Linked DNA regions of Zea mays: region 1 is linked to region 2. A link is a contact called in public Hi-C data. All regions are on one chromosome and are shown on one strand. Each heading gives the region's core, a stretch centred on a gene start, on an enhancer-like site or on the middle of the called end of the contact. The rest is flanking DNA. Distances are from core to core; before and after follow the strand shown. Region 1 holds the start of LOC100193167. Region 2 holds the start of LOC103638018 (putative receptor protein kinase ZmPK1).

Evidence for each region. Hi-C and Micro-C count contacts between places; a contact is called where the count stands out from the background.
Region 1: a contact with region 2 is called in a Hi-C map of leaf, with 6 times the contacts expected there. The contact joins the promoter of LOC100193167 here to the promoter of LOC103638018 in region 2. A contact is called at or near these places in 16 of 25 Hi-C or Micro-C datasets (bundle sheath, ear, endosperm and 5 more) and 2 of 3 datasets of contacts at active chromatin or transcription factors (leaf and seedling).

What each region holds. Positions count from the first base shown.
Region 1 is chr9:18,127,904-18,132,010 of Zm-B73-REFERENCE-NAM-5.0, forward strand. It overlaps LOC100193167, which reads right to left and starts at 1,990. Exons shown (of 7, transcript NM_001138322.1): 1 at 1,549-1,990; 2 at 1,389-1,454; 3 at 1,203-1,268; 4 at 1-307. The coding sequence starts at 1,893.
Region 2 is chr9:17,960,561-17,964,820 of Zm-B73-REFERENCE-NAM-5.0, forward strand. It overlaps LOC103638018 (putative receptor protein kinase ZmPK1), which reads left to right and starts at 2,006. Exons shown (of 1, transcript NM_001354363.1): 1 at 2,006-4,260. The coding sequence starts at 2,160. It also overlaps a transcript of CCOAOMT2 not described here.

The DNA of each region.
Region 1 (4,107 bases), core at 740-3,239, 170 kb after region 2:
CAGAAGATTCAGGCATTCGAAATGGTCGAGGGTGGAACTGCGATGATTCCAAGTGAAAGGGAGCTTCTTGAATGGTTTTGTCTACATTTGGTAATACAAAAGACAGTGGTTGGTCTCGTGGAGGATTTAATGGATCAAATACTTGAAGTCCTGAACTTTGGTTTACTGGTGGCATCACTGCCCCAGAGCTTGACGCTGTAATGTTGCCCCCACCAACTGCAGCAAACATTTGTGATGCTTGTGCAGGCTCAATTGTGCCAGACAAATATGGAGGGTTCAAGTAAACACCATTTCTCATAGACAGCATCTATAACAAAATAATAGGTAAAAGTTACACTCTATAGTTGCAGTTCAGCAATTAACATTGTTCATTAAAATATAACTTAGAATAGTATGTAACTGACACGTGTACTATGGAAATGCATTCACTGAACATAGCAATATTTGGTTCCAAACTAGGCCCTCACTGTCAAAAACAGCATAGCATTTCTGTGAAGCAAGTAAATAGGCAGTATTTTTGGTTAACACTAACCACATACATAGTCAGCCTATCACTAGCCACTACATTCCAGAAATTCTTGTGTGTCTCCATTATTTAGCACCTCAGGCTACATGCAAATTGCAAACCATCTTTGCCACCACCTTTCCTGTTCATGTATCATAGCATATAAGGATTTGTGCATAACGTTGCACTTCTTACAGTTCACTAGCCATATCTTTATCTTGAGGTCACACACGTTGATGAGATTATGTTTTAAAACAAAGTATAAACCTTGACAAGTACTCAGTGCCCAAATTGCCATCCAACATATAAACAGGGACACCTGTCGGCGGGACATGCTTTTACTTAACAAAACAACATGCAAGCTTGGCATCGATCAATAGTTTAGCCACAGTGGTGTCTCGGCAAACCTAAATTTTAAACAAATGAAAATGGAAGGTATCGGCAAACTAATGAAGCTGTCTCTGTCTCTTCAAAAATAATAAAAACGAAGCACCCATCACAGGATCACACATAATGCGAAGGCCCTTGCTGGTTATAATAAGGCAAGTGGCCTCAACTCAAGAGTCATGCAAGTCTGTCGTCACGGATTTGATGAAGAATCATTATGGCCGGGTACTTTCTATTGTACCAATTCTACGTCAATGTTTTGTACCAGAAAGATGCATCGGCACCATGTGGACGTGTCCTATTTGCTCACCTGCACTTGGAGCTGCAGTTGCTTCAGATACTCAATGGCCTCGTCAAGCATGGATGCCTTGTCGGTCTGCACTCCCAAAAACCATCACAGCAGAAACACATTACGGTCAAGTCCAGGACTAACAACTGAACAACCTTTGCAAGCGAACGAGAGAGTGAGAAAGAGCTCTTGTCAGTTTCCACTCACCTTGTTGGAGTTGGGTATCAGGCTCTGCAGCGCTTTCATCTTCTCGTTGATCTTGCTCCTCCTCCTCTGCGCCAAAAAAACATAAAAACCCAAACAACGATCTTTACTCTTCAGCGCGGGGAGAAAGAACTCGGATTTCAAGAAATGACAACGGCACCACCTTCTCGGAGAGGTTGTGCACCTCGGCAGCGCGGCTCCGCTTGCCGCCGCCGCCGCCGGACCCCCCGCGCGTCCGCTCCGGCGGTGGCTCGGGCTCCGACCCGCCCGCGTCGCTGTCCCCGAGCCCGCCGGCGTCCTCCCCGTAGTCCACCTGCTGGCCGTGGCCCAGCGCTGCCGGGAACGCCGCCACCCCGCCGAACATCTGGCGCCGCACCTCATCCTCCTCCTCCAGCTGCCGCCGTTGCTGTTGAAGCTGCTGGTGCTGCAAGAGCGCCATCGCCTCCCGCCCGTGCCCCTGCACGGCCCCGCGGCCCCCGCCGAGACCACCGAGCCCCTGCTCGTTCATCTCGTCCGCGCCTCACCACACAGCCTCGCGGGAGGCGAGAGAGCTCCGGGCTCCGATGGGACTCGGGAGAGAAGGCGAAGGGGGGGACTAGGAGGCGAGGTGGGTTTGGGGTGGAGGCGCGGCCGCTCCCTTCTTTTTAGTGTTTGCGCCCATGCCGTGCTGCTGCGGCCTGCGGTGCTGCCGCTGAGCGGAGCCGAGCTAGGTGGGTGGCCGGTTGCTTGCCCGCGGCCGCGCACTCGCCCGCTTTGGGCTTGTTTTTTCCTGGACTTTTTACGGGGTTTTGGCGGTTTCCCCCGGGCGCGGCTGTGCTGCAGCGGACGGATTCCGCCCCGGCTCCTCGGTGTCAGCTAGCCAGCCAGCGCCTTGCGGTTCGTGCAGAGCGGGTGTGCATTTATGTTGCCTTTCAGTTGTGTGTGGGTTTGGGTTTCTCAGTTCAACGATCGGCGCTGCGGGTTTGGCCCCGTTTGTTTTAGTTTTTCTCTTTTCTGAGCCTGTCTTCACTGATTACCAAATATTTAGCTTTTCAGCTAGTTTTATATAAAATAAAAGTCATCCAAAATCTGAAATATGTAATCAGTCGAGTCCTCGCGATATTAGAAATCCGCCAGTTTCTATATCATAAAACCTATGGATCTTTTATCTTCAGCCGCATATAATCCCTACAATACTTAAATTCTTCTAACAACCAGATTTTTTAAAAAACTAATTGAAAAAATCTGAAATGAACAGGTGTGTGCGCTTGCCAATGGCAACACGACGGATTCGAGTCCAAACCTAAAACTCGAACGGAAATCCAAAACCACCCTAAATACTAAATTAGGTGATAATTCAAATTCAGAACAAAATTTGACGAGTCCTCAAAACCTAAATACTACCTTTGTTCGTAAATATATGTCGTTTAACGTTTGACTTTTTTAGTCTCGACTTTGACCACTTGTCTTGATTTTTAAAAAATCCAAAATAATTTATAGCTACATTTAAGGCTTATTATATACTAAACCAAGATGCAGTGAAAATCAATAAAATTTCTAGACTTTTTTAATAACACAATTGGTCAAAATTAAGACAAAAAAGTCAAATGTCATAGTAGTTATTTAAAACCTAAGATCCATCGCTGCGTGGCAATACCGGAAAACAATACAAACATTCTACGAGCACATATATGATATATATTCCATACTCACATATACACATAAAAGATACTCACATATACACATAAAAGGTGAAAAAAAAACATCAAGCAAATTCATGACTTAACTATTTCGAACCTTCACCGGACATCGGGACATCAATGGGTAAAAATTGTAAACCAAAATTGAAACCGATAAGTTTCTAATCCCAAACCCAAAAAACATTGGAGAAAAATCGAATCTAACCTGAACACGCTAAACCCAAAATCTACGGAGCTGCGATCTCACACTGTTATGTGGTGTTGATTTAGTTACGAGCGTGTTCTACTTTACTCACTCCGTCTCAAATTAAATTTATTTTACCTTATTATTGAAGTCATACAATAATTAATATATATGTTATATATATGTTATTTGCAATCGTCTATATGAATATGGACATGAAAATCTATAGCTAAAACAACGAAGATACTATAATATATAGTGCATCGTATTAAAAAAACTTCCTTTTATTATTAAAGATGTGTTTAGGATTCACGCTCTTATGATATAGAATTATTAAAGAACAAACTTTTTTCAATCTTACCAACCAAACATTTAGATGGAGATTGAATTTCGGAAACTCTTCAAAGTGCTCTTAGCGACTCTAAAAGACCCTCTATATTCTTTTTAATTAATGTGAATAGAGATATTTGTAAAAGCATACAATTTAACATCTTATTTAAATGATTGTCTAAATATAGACATCTTCTATTTTTGGTTTATCGCTAGTCAAAAATAGAAAACGAAAATGACTCTATAGTGCAAACAGTATATAGAAAAGTGGTTGAAGACTGAAAAGATATATAAAGTGGGTTTATACAAACGACTCTCAAACGATAACTTAAAGGATGAAATTTAGAAAGACCCCTAGTTTTGTTTTAGCCTTTTCAGGTTTTGGCCACCATAAAATAATGCAGACTGCCAAATGTCTAATTTTTTAGTCAGTTTTTATGAGAATCACTTTAACAGAAAACTGTTCAAAATCAACGTGAACATAGAATAGACCGAGTCGTTGAGATAGTAGAAAACCATCAATTCCACA
Region 2 (4,260 bases), core at 756-3,255:
AAGGGACGCGCGCAGGCGCGGCTGACTCTGACTGCCGACCTGGCACGACCGGCGTGGAGTGGTGGTCGCCTTCCTTCCTCGTTCCGGCCGGGCGGGGAGAGCAGCGACATTTGGTAGACTGCCACGGTCCACCACCAACCCACTCTTGCTTTCAGTGCATCAATCATCGTCCATCGGGTGGTCCCCCAGTCGTGACTCGGGAGTCGGGAGGTGGTAGCGGCATGGGAAGGGAAACCGGTGCGCGCGGCATGACCGTCCTGTTCTCGGAGTCGGAGCAGCCTGCACATTTTGGTGAGGTTGAGTGAGCTAGAGCAAGAGATCCAGATGACGTGCCTTTTTTTTTTATTTTTTTTCGCGCGCGTAGTGCTTGCTTGGGGGCACGAACAGCCTGTAGAGAGAGGAGACGGACAAACGGAGGCCCTGCTGGATGGCTGCTGGCTGGCGGGTGCGCAGCACGACAAAGGCGCCACGCCCGTGTCCGTAACGTAAGCCAGGCTAACGTACTGGATGTCTGGATGCCACTCACTCACGCTATCTTCTTATCTATCTACACGCTTGCCTTGCTTGGTTGGACGGCAACAACACGGCCCAAGAGCGACACCTGGTACGGGCTGCCACTTTGCGGGCGGGGCCGGGCCGGGCCAGGCCGGGCCGATGCCGTGGAGGGCGGGTCGGTGCAGGACAGCAGCAGGCCTAGCTAGAGCTGCAGGCTGCAGCAAGCAAGCAAGCAACGGCGAGGCAGGCTGGGTTGATTTATTCGTACGAGTGACATGAGCAGTAGCAGATTCGCCAGCGTTCTACCAAGAAAGTCCGCGCTGACTTAATGCAGACTACTGAGAATGCCAAAGTCCTACTGACTATTTAAAGCGACTAGCTAGTCAACTGGAGAGAAGAGGAACCAACGACGACGACGACTCTCTTTATCTGATACCAATGTTTTCGCCATGGCCGTGGCTGTGGCTAAGTAGCCAAGGATGTACAATTGATGAAGAAAGTGATCCGGCCGGCAGCAGCACCAGCACCAAGTGGAAGGAGTGGCTAATGAGGACGGATGAGGCGCGATAGTGAATGCCTATCTCCTGCACTGCACTACCATGGATCCATAGATACAACATACCACTCGATCGGGGTAGCAAAAGGACCGCTGTATCTCAAACCATAGAACATGCTGTTAGATGAAGACTTTTACTTGAAAGGGCCTGTCATTCTTCAACTAACCAACTCCTTCCACTTTTACTCCGCTGAATGCCTATCTCCTGCACTAGCACTTTTACTCGATCGCGTGTAGACCTGTCATTCTTTGTCTAGACTTTGTCCAACTCAGGTACACAGACATACTACGTAGACAATGTCATACCTAGGAAGATTATGCAATATTCAATAGAAACAAGATTCCTGCCTTTGTTGTCTAATTGCTCGATGCAGAGAAGTTTATGCGGGGGAGTAACTGTCTGCAACATTGAAAGCAAAGGCTGAATTCAATACATCGGTCACTGAGGCATTGGTGAAGTCCCAATCCTGGCCATAGTAAAAGGTCACAACTGTAGACCTGCTCATTCTTTGTCTAGCCTTTGTCAATTCAAGGTACACATACTACGTAGTAGACGGTGTCATACCTAGGAAGATTAAGCAAGGTCCAATAAAAAAGATTCCGGTCTATGTTGGCTATTTGCTGAAGTTCATGTTCACGCATGAAGTAAACTGTCTGCAACATTAAATGCATCGTAACTTCTGAGATTGTGCCAAGAATCCTTCTGATTACAAAAGAATGTTTGCAAGGCTAAGAAACGAGAAACGACAGATATACTACGGCAATGTCACTGTATGGATTATGGAAGAACCGCAAAAACAAACATTTTGACAAATTCTGTATGGCGGCTACAGAATGGGTACTGAAGAATTTAGACTTTCAATAGAGAAACAAGTTTCAAAGACGTCCTGAACTGGGATCACATAGTCAACCGTCTGCTACATTCGGCCTTGCCGTCCCCTACAGAAAGTCAGAGATAGATGTCCCCATTCCCAGCTAACTGGTACTCACGTACACGCCACAGAAAGTCAAAGATTAGATGCCACCCAACCGCCAGGGCACTCTTGATCAACACATGCGCTATAAGTGACCCACCCATCTTTCCTCTGTGCATCTTTGCCAAGCAGCCATGGCCATGAGAGACCTCTGCATTCTCACCACACTTGTCTCTTTCCTTGTATCGTTATCCTCTGTTTCTGCTGCATACGACCACAGCTACCTTGCTAGAGGCTCCTCCATCTCCACCCAGGATGTAACCACCCCCATCCTAGTGTCGCCCAATGGTGCCTTCACCTGCGGCTTCTACAAGGTGGCCACCAACGCCTTCACCTTTTCTATCTGGTTCTCGTGGGCATCTGGCAAGACTGTCTCCTGGACGGCTAACCGTGATGCGCCACTCAATGGCAGGGGCTCCAGGCTCATCTTCCACAAGAAGGGGGCCTTGATCCTTGTGGACTATAATGGCATGGTCATATGGAGCACCAACACAACCGCGTCCGGCAGTGATCGTGCGATGCTTCTCGATAGCGGCAACCTTGTTGTCATGGATACAGATGGGCGTCACCTCTGGAGAAGCTTCGACTCACCAACTGATACACTTCTACCATGGCAGCCGATGACTAGAGATACTAGGTTGGTATCTGCTTCTGCTAGGGGTTTGCTCTATTCAGGTTTCTATGCCTTCTACTTCGCCACTAACAATATCCTAACTCTTATTTACAACGGTCCTGAGACTAGTAGCATATATTGGCCAGATCCATTCCACATGCCATGGGATAATGGTAGGACTACCTATAATAGTACCAGGTATGGGGTTCTTGACCAGACAGGACGGTTTGTGGCAAGTGACCAGCTTAAGTTTGAAGCTTCTGATCTTGGTGATGAGACGATGAGGAGATTGACCCTAGACTATGACGGTAACCTTAGGTTGTATAGCCTAAACATGACCAGTGGCAATTGGTCAGTCTCTTGGATGGCATTCCCTCAACTGTGCAAAATACATGGACTGTGTGGAGCAAACAGCCTGTGCAGATACAGACCAGAGCTAGAGTCATGTTCTTGCCTTGAAGGATTTGAGATGGTTGAACCAAGTGACTGGAGCAAAGGGTGCAGGCGCAAGACTAATACCACACCCTTTTCATTTAGGAAGCTTACCGGAACAGACTTATGGGGCTATGACTTAAACTATTCCAAACTGGTGCCATGGTTGATGTGCAGGAACATGTGCTTGAACGATACGGACTGCCAAGCTTTTGGTTACCGGAAGGGAACAGGCGAATGTTATCCAAAGGCCTTTCTTTTCAATGGCAGGGACTTCCCAGATCCTTACAATGATATCTATCTGAAAACTCAAGAGGCAGTATGGTCTTCACCAGAATTGGCTCCTGGATTAAGACATGCTTGCAAAGTTACTGAAAAGGAAGCATACCCCTTATCACAAATGTTCGTGGGTGCCAATTCCAGTTTCAAGTTTGGATACTTTCTATCTTCTGCATTGACATTGCTCGTTATTGAAGTGATCTTAATCATAGTTGGTAGTTGGATTGTTTACAAATGGGAGAGAAGACCAGAAATTATGGACGAAGGTTACATGATCATTTCCAGTCAGTTCCGAAGGTTCAGCTACAAGGAGTTACAGAGGGCAACCAAGAGTTTCCAAGAAGAGCTCGGAAGTGGCACATCAGGAGCAGTTTACAAGGGAGTCCTTGATGATGGAAGGGAGGTCGCAGTGAAGAAGCTAAGTGATATGATGCAAGGAGAACAAGAGTTCAGATCTGAGCTCAGCATCATTGGAAGAATATATCATATGAATCTGGTAAGAATTTGGGGGTTTTGTGCTGAGCAAACTCACAAGCTATTGGTTTCCGAGTTTGTTGAAAATGGTTCATTAGACAGATATCTGGTTGATTATCAGGACTTAACTTATGTGCTCCAATGGAGCCAAAGGTACAATATCGCACTTGGAGTGGCAAAAGGACTGGCATATCTCCATCATGAATGGATTGTGCACTGTGATGTCGAACCAGAGAACATACTGTTAGATAAAGAATTTGAACCAAAAATTGCAGATTTTGGATTGGTTAAATTACTAAGTCGAGGAACAGGAGCACAGATGCTGTCAAGGGTGCATGGGACTAGAGGGTACATTGCACCAGAGTGGGCTCTAAATCTTCCAATAACAGGGAAGGCTGATGTTTACAGCTATGGTGTAGTGCTCCTCGAGTTAGTGA